Regions from separate parts of the Mus musculus genome. Here region 2 is linked to region 1. Evidence: chromatin contacts called from public Hi-C data. All regions are on one chromosome and are shown on one strand. The core of a region is the stretch at or near the end of the contact, and the rest is flanking DNA. Distances in the headings are between cores, read along the strand shown.

Region 1 (6,358 bases), core at 1,978-4,477:
TAGCTAAGCTCTTCAAATAGCTGAGAACCAAAGAATGGTACAACATCCACCATAAGTGGGTCAATCCATTTGTATCATTCATTAATTATGAAAATCTGTCAGAGGCATGCCTATAGACCAGTTTCATAGAGCTAGTTCAATTTCAACTCTCTGTAAATGTGTGTCACATTGACAAAAAACAAACCAATACAGAACCTTAATTTATGACTTTTTTTGTTCTGTTACCATAAAACTTGATCAAGTATTACTATGTTAGAAGATTTAAACGGGGTGACCTGAACCTGTGTTCTTAGGCCATGATTATTAATGTTTGTTTCCAGAATAAACTTTCTAATTTGCTTTGGGGAAAAAAAAAAAAACAGAAGAAGAAGGCTGTTGCTTTGTGGTCTTTTTGTTTCTTTGTTTTTGTTATTGATTTTTGAGGCAGGGCTTCTCTGTGTAGCCTTGGTTGTCCTGAAACTCATTCTGCAGACCAGAATGGCCTTGAAGTTACAAAAATGCATCTGCCTTTGCCTCCCAAATTCTGGAACTAAAGGCATGCGCCACCCATGCCGGGGGCGGGGTTGGGGGAGAAAAGGAAAGGAAGGGAAAGGAAAAAGAAAAACAGATGTGTAGCCCAGGATGGCCTCAAACTCATGATTGTCCTGTCCCTGATTCTGTCAGCAAATCCTATGCCCAGCACTTGGGAGGCAGAGGCAGGAAGACTTCTGTGAGTTCAAGACCAGCTTGGTCAACAGAGTGAGTTCCAGGACAGCCAAGAGCCACACATAGAAGCCCTGTCTAAAAAAATGAAGGAACAGGAAGAGGAGAAAGAGGAAGAAGAGGAGGAGGAGGAGGAAGAGGAGGAGAAAACAAAGGAATTCTGGGCTAGGTATGACGGCTCATGACTAATCTTAAAATATGAAAGAAGAAAGAAAAATGTAAATAGAGAAAGAGCTGGTAATTTAGAACCATGATAGAATACTTGCCTCGTGTGCAAAAGACCCTCAGTTTAATCTCCAGCACTTCAAAAACTAAAAAACAAGCATATGAATAAATAGATTGATTTTTCACCTGTAGAAATAGTGAAAATAACAAGCAGGCATGCATGCATGTGCTCATAGAATCCTTTCTCATATCGTCTCTGTTATTCCGAGAGCCTTTCCTGGACCCCTTCACTCACCCTGAGCCACTCAATATGCAACTCGAAAAAAACACCGAAAATACTCAACCTACTTCTAGTTTAAATAAAAAGCTACGTTGTTGAAGAAAAGATTTTCCAGTTCTAAGAAGCTACAGAAATACCACACCTGGAAAAGAAAGAAAAAGAATCAAGAACCCAAACAAGCCAGATGTGGTGCATATCTGACTCGAGTAGAGAAGTGTCTCTCCCACACTGTCAGGCCTGTTTGGACATTGTTAGAAGATAAAGAAAACAAGCACATACACATATGTGCACGCATGTACACACACATATGTGTGCATACATATGTGCACACACTCATACATCTCTTTCATGTCTAGATTCTGACATGGCATGATGTGTCCGAGCTAATGAATATGTGCCCTAGAGGCCATGTTGATGAGGATATGTTGACTCCTCTGCCTACGAGACCCAAGTCCTCCCAGTGTCTCATAGGAATGGACTCTAGAGAGAGCAGGAGTGCTAGGAAGCAGATGAGTATTTTACAGTCTTTATTTCATCGACTTGCCACATGGAGGTGCTATCCACCAAGAGGCAAAATGGATGCATGAGCCTGTCTTGTGGTTTCTTAGCTGCTTCAAGTCAGTGGGATCCTACTGGCAGACTAAACCCTGCACTCTCTAATTCTGGTCTTCACGTTTGGTGAGTCCATTTTATATGAATAACTTTTATACTCTCGAAAATCTTAAAAGCTTTCTGATCATGATTCTGGTCAAACCTATAAAACAAGCATTTTTCCCTTGCAAGAGGAACTAGTGGCAATTCAGTTAACACATAAGCCAAACGCTTGTGTCAGAAGGAACAGATGTGACTATGGATCACAATTATACACCAAAGGAGTACCCTACTCTTTCCTGGGATGTTCAACATTCCAACAACAATGCTCAGTTTCTTAAGATAGAGAAGACAATAAAAAAAATAATAAATAAATAAATAAATAAACAAACAAACAAACCTTTGGAGCCAAAAATCTTAAAGAAAAGAACTTCACCCATTGTGAAATATTCAGTCCAGTGATCAGACTCCACTATGTACCACTGCCTTCGGGGAGACACAATACCAAGGACACAGTGGGGAGCTGTACAAAAACCTCAAAGGCCCAGATGAAGTATACTTTGAAGCTGTGAAACCCAAGCTCTGGAACCTCATTCTGTCTAACACAAACCATCCTGTTGGGACACTGTTACAAGATTAAAAACAAAACAAAACAAAACCACCAACACCATTATCTCTAAGTGCCTAAGGCATAGAGATTTTACTGACTAAAGACAAGGTCATTCCTGACTCTCAGACAAGGTCACTGCCCCACTTGTGTTAGCCCTTGTCCTGGGGCAGCTCGAAGGATGCTTAGGCATCAGTGGCTAATGGATGCGGGTCCTGGAGCTACTGCTTACTAACTACTCAAATTTGCCCAAGTTAATTGCTGTCTCAGAGCTTTTGTATTTTCTTGTTTCTTTCTTTCTTTAATAAGTTTATTAGTGAGCATCGGTTGTACCAAGCAGTGGATTTGGGGATAACAGTTTTGTTCAAGTATATCATGTACTTTGATCATATTCATTTCTAATTACTCTCTCCTGTCTCTCCTTCCACAGACTCCTCTTCGAAACTGACTCTAGCTTGTATCAAGTTGACATAAAACTATCCAGCGTATCAGGCTAGCTGGTTTGTGGGCTTTCAGGCAGTCCACTGTGCTCTCCTCCCATCATGTCCTTTGTGCCCTGGAGAAATAGATGTATGTATCTGTTCATCTTTTAATGTGGGTTCCAAAAATAAAACTCAGGTTGTCAGGCTTCTGCAGCAGCATCTTTACCTGCTGAGACATCTTGAAAGTTCCATGGCAGCCCCCTTAGTATCTCTTACACGACTTCTCCTAGGGAGAGGTGAACGAGCATCTATTCACCCCAGATAAGAAGCTGATGATACTAAGTATAATATAAGCATAATGTCTCCTTCAATGAACCAATAGGTTTACTGGAGATACTTACAGGAGAGCAGGTGGAGGTTTTCAGGAGCAGAGATGACTCAAAGGTGGCTACATCACTGAAAAGCTCAGGCAGCATAGGCATAGACTCATAAAAGGGTGCATCTCTGGAGCCTCCCACACAATGTGCAGGAAACTGGGCTGGTTGCCTAGAAAGTCTTCTCTAACAATTTTCACTGCTGATTTAACCTTGGGGAGCTTGTAAATTTCTGCAGTTTTCAGAGACTTGTAAGCTTTGTTTACCTGCTGCTTTGTAAAACAAATGTCCACTAATAAAGTAAGGGAAAAAAAGGAAAGAAGGAAGGAAGGAAGGAAGGAAGGAAGGAAGGAAGGAAGGAAGGAAGGAAGGAAGGAAGGAAGGAAGGAAGGAGAAAGCTCTAAGACAGTAACTAACTTGGCAAAATTTGCAGTTAGTGACTGTACATTTGACAAAATCTCTAATCACCTGTCTTTGGGCATGCATGGGAGTGATTAGTTAGATTCGGTTAGCCTCTGGGCATGCCTGGGAGGGGCTGTCTAGATTAGACTGGTAGATAATTAAGATGGGAAAGCCTACCTTAATTACTTTGTAAGTCTTATCCACAAGCCAATCCAGTGGGAGCATTTTCTTAAATGGTGTTTCCTCTTCCAAAATAACTCTGCTGAAAAGCTGGGGTCCTGGGATGAATGAAAGGGATAGCGCGCGTGGTTCTCAACTTGTGGGACTCGACTCCTTTGGTGCCAAACTACCTTTTTACAGTGGTCTCCTAAGATCATCAGAAAATTTATATTATGATTCATAACTGTAGCAAAATTACTATGCTTCTGAAGTAGCAACAAAGATAACTTTATGGTTGGGGGGGTCACTACAACATGAGGAACTATATTAAAGGGTCACAGCGTTAGGAAGGTTGGGAACCACTGAAAGGGGGAAAGGTGACCTGAACAATAGAATCATCAGCCTGTTTGCTGACAGTGCACACTGTAACCAGCTGCCACAGCTTCCCCTGGGGAGGGCCCAGCCTATCTCAGTATAACTGGTGCCATCCCTGGGCCAGTGGTCCTGGGTTCTGTAAGAAAGCAGGCTGAGTAATCCATAGGGAGCAAGCCAGTAAGCAGCATCCTCCACACTTTCTGCATCAGCTCCTGCCTCCAACTTCTTGCCTTTTTTGAGTTCCAACAACTTAACTGTAAGCTTAAATAAACCTTCTCCTCCCCCAAATTGCTTTGGGTCAGGATGTTTTATCACAGCAATGAAAACCCTAAGATGCCTGGAGTACACAGCACAGCTTACACAAGGGAAGCCCTGCCTGAAAAAGAAGGTGGAAGGCCACAAATAACACTTCAACATTGTCCTCTGACCTACCCACACACACACGCGCGCACATACACACACGCACACGCACGCACGCGGACATGCACAAATAATGGGCAAAATAAAGGAAACTTTAAGATTAAAAAATATTGTAAATGCTTTATACACATTAATTCAATCTTCATAATAATCTTATGAAGTAGTAAGTACAGTGATTATCCCCCATATTAAAGACAAATAAACTAAAACACAGAGAAATTAGCTTACTTGGCTGAGAAGACAACATAAGAAAGACGTTTTACAGATTCAAGTACATTATCCCAAAGCCTGCATCTTAACCCCTCTGCTTGGTTAATTCTCACTGCTGTCTGTAACCCGCCTCACAAAACTGTGCCTGGCATGATTGTCCCTGCTTCAGAGAGGAAGACATTGAACAGTGAAGTGCTAGGGAAGCTCCCCTAAACCATGGTATAGTAAGACTCAAACTTATGTTCACTTGGCCCCAAATTATGTTCTCTCATCTCTTTGCCATTCTACACAAAGCTATAGCTAGTTGGTATATCTTCAGCTGAAAAACAGCCAAACACAACACCTAAAGGTAGAACTAGTGTTTAGTATAAATGAGGCCCTAGGCTCAATCCCAGTATCAAAGAAAATGTATGTAAAGATTTGATTTAAAGAAACATTCTACTGTTACGCCACAAGGTTCCACCCTTCATCCTGACCTACTCAAGTCATCTGGCATAATCTGCATGAATTATGTTCATCAAGTATAAAATAATGTGTGCTTGAGAATGGTAGCCAAAAGGTTTTGTCATGAGTTAGAGACTGAAAAGCATTTCAACAAATTCAAAAATTGATTAAAACAGCCAAGGACATATAGACAGATAGATAGATAGATAGATAGATAGATAGATAGATAGATAGATAGATAGATAGATAGATGATAGATAGATAGATAGATAGATGATAGATAGATAGATAGATAGATAGATAGATAGATAGATAGATAGATGATAGATAGATAGATAGATAGATAGATAGATAGATAGATAGATAGATAGATTCAGTAGGTTTACAGAAATCACTTGCAACATATGGAGAAGGGATTTACAGTACTTTCTATATAGCTATGCAAACTGGTTCAAGGAAAAGAACATTTTTCTGAAAGGAGAATCTCATAAAATCCTTTTACAAAAAAATGCAGCTGTGTCTCACAGGAGGAAGGAAACTATTAACTGGCTATTCTTTCTGAACCTACTTTCTTGAATGTATAATAAGATGTCCTCTTGGGAAACCAGACACAACTCAATATCCAAGCTGTCATTTACTGAAGGATGAGTCTGGTTCAGACCCACAAAGCTTTATAGCTCTACTGACAGGCACCAAGAGAGTCGAGCTACTGACTCCATAGATCCAGTCCAAACTGATGATCCTTCTGTCTGCCTGGATCCAATCAGCTATCACCGTGGGGAAAACGGCATGTATCCTCTCTTAAGAGGCACTTCTAATGAATAAGGTATGGGATGGAAAGGAAATCTAACTAGCCGAAAAATGACTACAAGATAGAAGTAATTAACCACCGAGGTTAAACCACTGACTCATGAATTATAATCACAGCTGAGTGAAAACTACCTGAATAAAATGGGGCTCTAACAGGAAATAGAACATTTGAAGAGACGTTGATAAACTGTAGGAAGACCATCAAAAAGGAGCTGAAATAATATATGCAGAAATGAGGTTTTTTATGAAGGAAGCAAGAATGTTTATAGTTTATAGTATAGAAAAGAGACTGCACATACCCTTGGGTCTTTAAGAGACGTAGTGTGAAAGAGAAATGGTCTGCTTGCTGGAGTCAAGAAATCATTGGGCATCTAACTCTCCCTGCTGTCTGCCTCTG
Region 2 (6,358 bases), core at 1,573-4,072, 58 kb after region 1:
GGGACAACCAAGGGCGACAGCAACAGACACCCCAACGAGCCACTGAAGCTTGGCCTACCTCCCTTCTATGACATTTCCAGACAAGGACTTGGGTCTTTCCCTCCACCATGGGTCCTAGATCAGGACCTGTCTATGAAGGAAGAGAAGAAAATACCATTGTGTCCCAGTCTGTCTGCAGGTCACCAGACAAAACAGCCAGCCAGCTGTGTCCCAGGTCCTAGGAGCTACAGAAAATCACAGGCCACCTAGTACCAATGGATCCCTGGCAAGCTATGCCCCCAGCAACAGGACTGTTAAAGGACTAGGCTTCCGGCTGCGTTTTACTTCAGTCCCCAGTTCCATGTGGCTTGCTAAGAAGGAAACTAGGCACCAAGGCAAAGGTGGGGAGGGGGGAATAAATCTAAGCTGTTCTGAGTTGAGGCAAAGACTGCACAAGAGTGAAAGAAAAAGGCAAGGTACTGAAAGGCATGAGCTAATGTCCAACCTTGTCTGAACAAGTCATTTTCCCACACATGCATTCTGAAGACTAAAGGAACAGTATTACATACACTCTTTTGAGCTCTTTCTGACCAACATTTTTCTGTTAAAGGTTATGTTCCTGGGGAGCTGGTATCAAAGCTTCTTGCTGCTTGTCAGTAAATTTAAGAGGCCAAATCTGTGTAAATTTAAATTACATAAAATCTCTCCCTCGACTGCCTGGTCTCAGAATAGCCCCCCTTTCACTGGGCATTATCGCCGGGGAATATAAACGCCTTTATCATAGGAGCCCAGGCTTTTGAAATTTTGGCATAATCGAATTTCCTCCTCCCAAGGCATATTAAACAACATTGCAGGATAGAGTCTAATTTGCTTTTAAGAGAGAGGTTCTTCTCTTTGCTTATTTGAAGACTATTTCTATATAACAAATGAAGTGTTCTCTGTGACCACCCCCCTGCCAGATGGCAGTGCCTGGGAGCCACAGTCACCCTAAGGACAAAGATTGATGGGATTGTGAGGGGAAACCAGCAGGACACTCTGTGCATCAGGGAGGAAGTGGGTACCAGATGAGCAGACACCTACAAGCATCAAAAGGTGGACATATACTTAACTAATGAAGTACTGGAAGATGGGGGCAAGCACGGCAGTGAATTGGCCTTCTCTGTCAGCTGGTGGGGAAACCTGGGAACCTGGTTGTTGTTGTTGTTGTTGTTGTTGTTGTTGTTGTTGTTGTTGTTGTGACTGTAGTGTCAGTGCTGGGACAGTATGGATTTTTGAATGAATGATGAATGAACATGTCAATCAATGCATGAATAATAATAGCGAGAAGGGGAGGAATCTGTTGTAGATCAATGTATTTGGGCTCTGGAGTATCCCGCCCCCACCCCCGCCCCCATCCTCATCCCCACCCCCCACCCCCCCACCCCCCACCCCCGTGTCACTCATTATCTTTCTTCCCTGGGGAAGATAACTGACAGCTAGAGAACAGGCTGGAGGTTATTGGGACTTTAAGAGCCCACACATTTTAGAGAACATTTTACCATCTTGATTCCCTGGGCAGTTTGACTTGTCTACTCCTGTGACCCAGTCTTTAGTGAGACCCAATTTTCTGTGTAGATGTTTTTTTTTCCATTTGGAGAATTGATGCCACCTTGACTGCCATCCTTCTTTCTCTCTCCCTGCTCTAACAATAATATCCTTGAGGACTCAGACTGTGTCATTCGCTAGCTTTCGTGTCTCGTTTGCTGAATATTGAAATGTCGAGTACATATGAAAGGATGAATCAATTAATGAAATTAATGAGCACATGTCAAGGCTTATGGAAAAAGACATTAACTGCTTGGTTTAAGGACCAAAAAGGAAAAGAAGCAGCATCATTCTTTGCGTCTAGGTCCCCAGCCCAGGAGTAGCTTCCATCCTTCTCTGTTATGAGCACACAGTGGTGCACAAGCACCTGCACCCTATGCATAAACCCACAGCTGCTGTGTGCCCTGCCCTGCCCGGGTGCTGCTTGCCATGCTCAGGAGCTGCAATAAGTTCAGCTCTTCGTGTCGCTTTATGCCTTCTTCCTAGGGGAGGTTTTCTAGCTACCCTGAACCTCAAGCCGATGGATCAAGGCTGAGGACACACTCTGATGCCGACACAGACAATGGAGCAGACAAGGTCAGCCTCAGGAAATGTGGTACTTGGAGCACCATTAGCCTTGGACTAACTTGAGCCTCCAGGGATTCTCTATGGAAGTAAGTGGATGGACTGCAGGAAAGATACATGGGGTTCCCGTTCTGTTCTAAGCCTTTTTCTCCCCAACCTCTAAGGGGTTTCTCAATATATAAGGAATTTAGCACGAAGTGGAGGGGATTCAGGGTCCCGGCCAAAGAATTTGCCTTGAGGCTCACAAGATCTTCCAAGTATGTATGCTAAGTTTTTATAATTAACATTTAAAATCAGTTCGGTGAGGGAATCTATTGGGGGGCTCTCCGGCTCCGGGAGGCAGTTCCAAGGTGGCCCAGGTGGGCATCAGTTGATAACAAGAGATCTGAGGAGGCCATGGTTATCATTTTGTTCTACTTCATTGTTCTTAATATCCTATGCCTGTTTCTCCAAAGCTGAGACTGCCTCTGATTCTGATCTTGCCATGAAGAAGAGTCAGGGGACCACTAGATGGCAGCAGATGGTAAGAAATGTAAAGTACGGGCAGGCTCCTGGAGAGCCCGGGCTTGAAGCCCTCCATTTTGCTTTGCATCTTTAATGAGATATGTGAGGAAAATGAGTCCCTTACATGCCAGTTACAGATGCCACAGCATATGGAGAGATGCTGCAAAACAATCTTTCTCTGTTTATTAAACAGGAGGCAGCTACCCAGTCACTCACTGCATCCTGCTGCAGTTGTCCTTTAAGTTGGTGGCTACTATTGTTGACAAGGTAATAACAAGAGAAAGGGGGTGACAGAGTGACAGAGAGGTGTGGACTTGGAGATTACAAGGCATCTCCAAATAGAGGTACAGGGCAAATTACTAGCAAAAGGTGAGAGACCCTGTGTAGCTTTCTGCTGTCACGTTCCTCCCCTGGGGTGTCTGCTGCTCTCTCATCTCCTTGGCAGACCTTGGGGGTTCATTTATCTAGAACCCCTATTACCACTAGACAAGCTCAGTGGTCTGACCTTTCACCACAATCCCCAAATGGGAAAAGGAGCTCTGGGCATTTTAAAGAGCAAACTGTGCTTGCTTCTGTAGCAGACGGAAAAGATATCGCATGACCAGAATGCATTAGGATGCACCTACATATGGGGACTTGCTTTCTAAGCTGTCCAAAACTAAAGTAGGGGTCCACTCCTGCTGGCAGCAGAAACAACACAGCCTGGAAGACACAGCTGTGTGGTGTGTCCCAGGTCTGAAGCCAGACAACTTGGCTGCTTCTTTTCTGTATTTCTATAATTCTTTTTTCTTTCCTTCTCTCTTTCTTTCTTCCTTTCTTTCTTTCCTTCTTTCTTTTTTTCACCATTTACCCAGTACAACAATACCCTATTGAGTTCTTCTAAGCCAGGGTATTTAAAAGCCTTGGGTGGTTTCTGAGAACAGGGTACAAATCTAGGCACCCCTCTTTGGCCTGTTGAGAAACTGGACTGTCCTCCACTAACCACAAAACCCATGGTTACCAGGACTTCTCGGAGTCATTCATTAAAACAGTGATATTGAGGTAAATAATTCAGTCACTTTCCACACAGAGGAACTCGGGCATGGAACTAAGAAACAGCCTCATCTCTCCTGGTCTTCATCCCTTTCCTCTCTTTAGCCCTCCATGGACACCAAGGTGACCTGCCACTGCTTTCCAGTCCCTTGAGAGTGACTCCAGATGCCAAAAACTCTGCCTGTCTGAGTGACCTTAAACAGCCTGTATCCTGTTCATGCCTCATCTGTGATGTGTAACTTGAGGTCCTGGGATTAGATGATGACTGAGTCCTCTTCCAGCTCCTACCATCTTGCAGCTTTGCCTTCCCAAGCTTCTGTCAGCCCTCAAAGGATGGCACACAGAATACAGTTTCCAACAATAGGCCAACTCAGCAGGACCTGGCAACACTTGTTTTCCAGTAGAGAAGAATTGTGGCTGTGGTTGGACTCTTGTTGACATTCTTTGTCCTCTGAAGGAAACAAACCCGGAGGCTTCAGATGTCATTGACACCAACAACAGGGCCTGGGGTGGTCACACCCTTGTGGAAGAAACCTGCCGAGCTGTTCCTGTGGGCTCTGAAGTTGCCTAGTCCAAGACTGAGGATGTTTTAATAACTATTTCTCAAATTTAAAAAAAAGAGCTTTTTATATTCAGCATAGGGGTGTGGGGGGTAAATCAGGTCTCCCAGGAGGGCTCTACTCTCGCCCATAATAGGGGATTGGTTTAGCTCAGCTGCTCCTACAAAGGGTTGAATACAGCAAGCAGCAGTGCAGGCAGCTCCCTGCAGCTCTATGTGAAAATGACTCACAGCGGTTATGAATATCAAGCCTCCTTTGATGTGTTCCCAGACGTGAGGAACAGCCTGGAAGAGGAGGTTGGCTCTGGATGCCTGCTCTGTGGGGTGGTGCACAGAGGCCTGAGCACATCTGGCACTATCCAGAAGCTCCAGGAGAAATTCAGGCTGGGTAATTACCTAGGACTTCCTAGGATACCACAGCTCTGATTCATCATTATGCTCTCTCTGTCTCTGTCTGTCTCTTTGTCTCTCTGTCTCTGTCTCTCTCACACACACACACATGCACAGAGAGACAGAGACAGAGACAGAGACAGAGACAGAGAGAGAATTAGATTCCCCTAGAAACTGCAACCTGTTTCTATACCTTCACCTTTCCCAAGGGGATAACAATTCACATCCATGAATAAAAGTTGTTTTACTGAACACAAAATGAATGTGCCTCCTCACCCAGCATCTGTACCAATTGCTGTAAAGCCATAGACCCTGCCCCAGTCAGCCAAGCGGAAGGAGTTTCCTCTGTAATGGCCATTTCTACACTCTTAGCCTTTCAAGAGGCTGCATGGTACCTTGTTCTTCTAATAGGTTCTCAATGGTGATTGACTACAGTGACTCCAAGTCTTTTCCCCCATTGGCAGCTCATGAGACTGGGTCAATCACACTTAGATATAATAGAAGACAGAGCTGTGGCCACAGCATCCCGGCTTGTAGCAAATGGGTGGGTGAGCCACTACCACTTCATGTCTGTTTCTGGGGAGAATGAATGCATGCAAGGGTTTCTCCCATCTTAGGCCAGGTTCAATAGCATATTCTCTAAGTCTCTGGAAACTTTGGCAGTCTTTATACTTTTAGAAGCAAATAATACTACTGTGTTCTAGTAGATGGTCCCACCCATGCAATGTTGGCAGCACTAAGTAGATTCAGTGGGTAATTTTGAGAGGGACAAAGAGAGGGAGGGAAAGAGAGGGAGGGAGAGAGAGAAAAAGAGAATGAAATTTGAAGGAAACGTGGCAGAGAGAGATGTCAGAGGAACTGAAGAATAGCTGATATGTAAATTTGATCTAACACATTATGTGCATTATGAATATCAGGTAAAATGCATTAAAAAAAAAAGCAATTGTCAAGGGGCATTTAGGGAGGTAATTGATTTAATCCTGTGCTTGCTTATTTTCCTTTTCTGAAATGATGTTTACATTGCAGCTAAGTGGGGCTTTGAGTGAAAATTTCTCGGGAATCCGCAGAGATCTCTGTGCCCTAGGCATGGAAACAAAGCCAGCAGCTCGTTTTCAGGGAGTACTAGCCATGTGTCAGGCACAATGCTTAGAGCCTCCCAGACATCTTCCTCCCTAACGTTCTTGCTCCCTGGGTCAGTGTGTGGGAGCTGGAGGAGGTACTGTGTCTCCACGAGGCAGATAGCAAACCAAAGCCTCAGAAAGGCTAAAACTCTCCTGAGAGTCAACAGCTAAAGTCTCAAAGAAGAACTTGGATTCCAGATTGTTAGATTGCACAGCGTTAGCTCTAACCACTGTGCCATGAGCTATATTCTCATTATCAAGGGCTTATTAAATGTGAGGCACTGGAGTTTTAATAAGGCTTAGCAGAAAAGATTTCACAAAGCTCCTTAACTACACGCTAGAACACAGACAGCTCTCTATGTATACCATTGTGACTGTGCTTGGAGTCTTGTAGACTTGGTATAACTCACGGCGTCTTCTCCCAAGACAAGCACAATGCCCTTGCTTTATCCATCCCCAGTGTTCTTCTATCTCAACTGTCCTGCTCTGAATTCACTCTCTCTGTTGCTCCTTTGCCAAGGTCTTCTACAAAGGAACCTCCAGGACTTGAACTTGATAGCGGCCACATGACTTTAATGAATGCACTGTGTCATAGTTACCCGGCTACTGAACCAGCCACTCTTCT

Evidence for each region. A called contact is a pair of places that touch in the nucleus more often than the background predicts.
Region 2: a contact with region 1 is called in a Hi-C map of the P5424 cell line, with 2.7 times the contacts expected there. The contact joins two enhancer-like sites. A contact is called at or near these places in 1 of 15 datasets of contacts at CTCF or cohesin (CD8 T cells), 17 of 484 Hi-C or Micro-C datasets (CD8 T cells, CD8 central memory T cells, the G1E-ER4 cell line and 13 more) and 4 of 115 datasets of contacts at active chromatin or transcription factors (CD8 T cells, effector CD8 T cells, memory CD8 T cells and 1 more).

What each region holds. Positions count from the first base shown.
Region 1 is chr14:53,999,019-54,005,376 of GRCm38.p6, forward strand. It overlaps Tcra, Tcrd and the pseudogene Trdv3. Among named protein-coding and RNA genes, the nearest start is that of Gm30392, 6.6 kb to the left of the region's middle. Within about 2 kb of position 3,228, at least 17 of the 459 cell types and tissues checked have an H3K27ac peak or open chromatin away from gene starts, as enhancers often do. A contact at or near this core is called in the P5424 cell line, where this site is marked.
Region 2 is chr14:54,057,334-54,063,691 of GRCm38.p6, forward strand. It overlaps Tcra and Tcrd. Among named protein-coding and RNA genes, the nearest start is that of Gm30392, 65 kb to the left of the region's middle. Within about 2 kb of position 2,823, at least 59 of the 459 cell types and tissues checked have an H3K27ac peak or open chromatin away from gene starts, as enhancers often do. A contact at or near this core is called in the P5424 cell line, where this site is marked.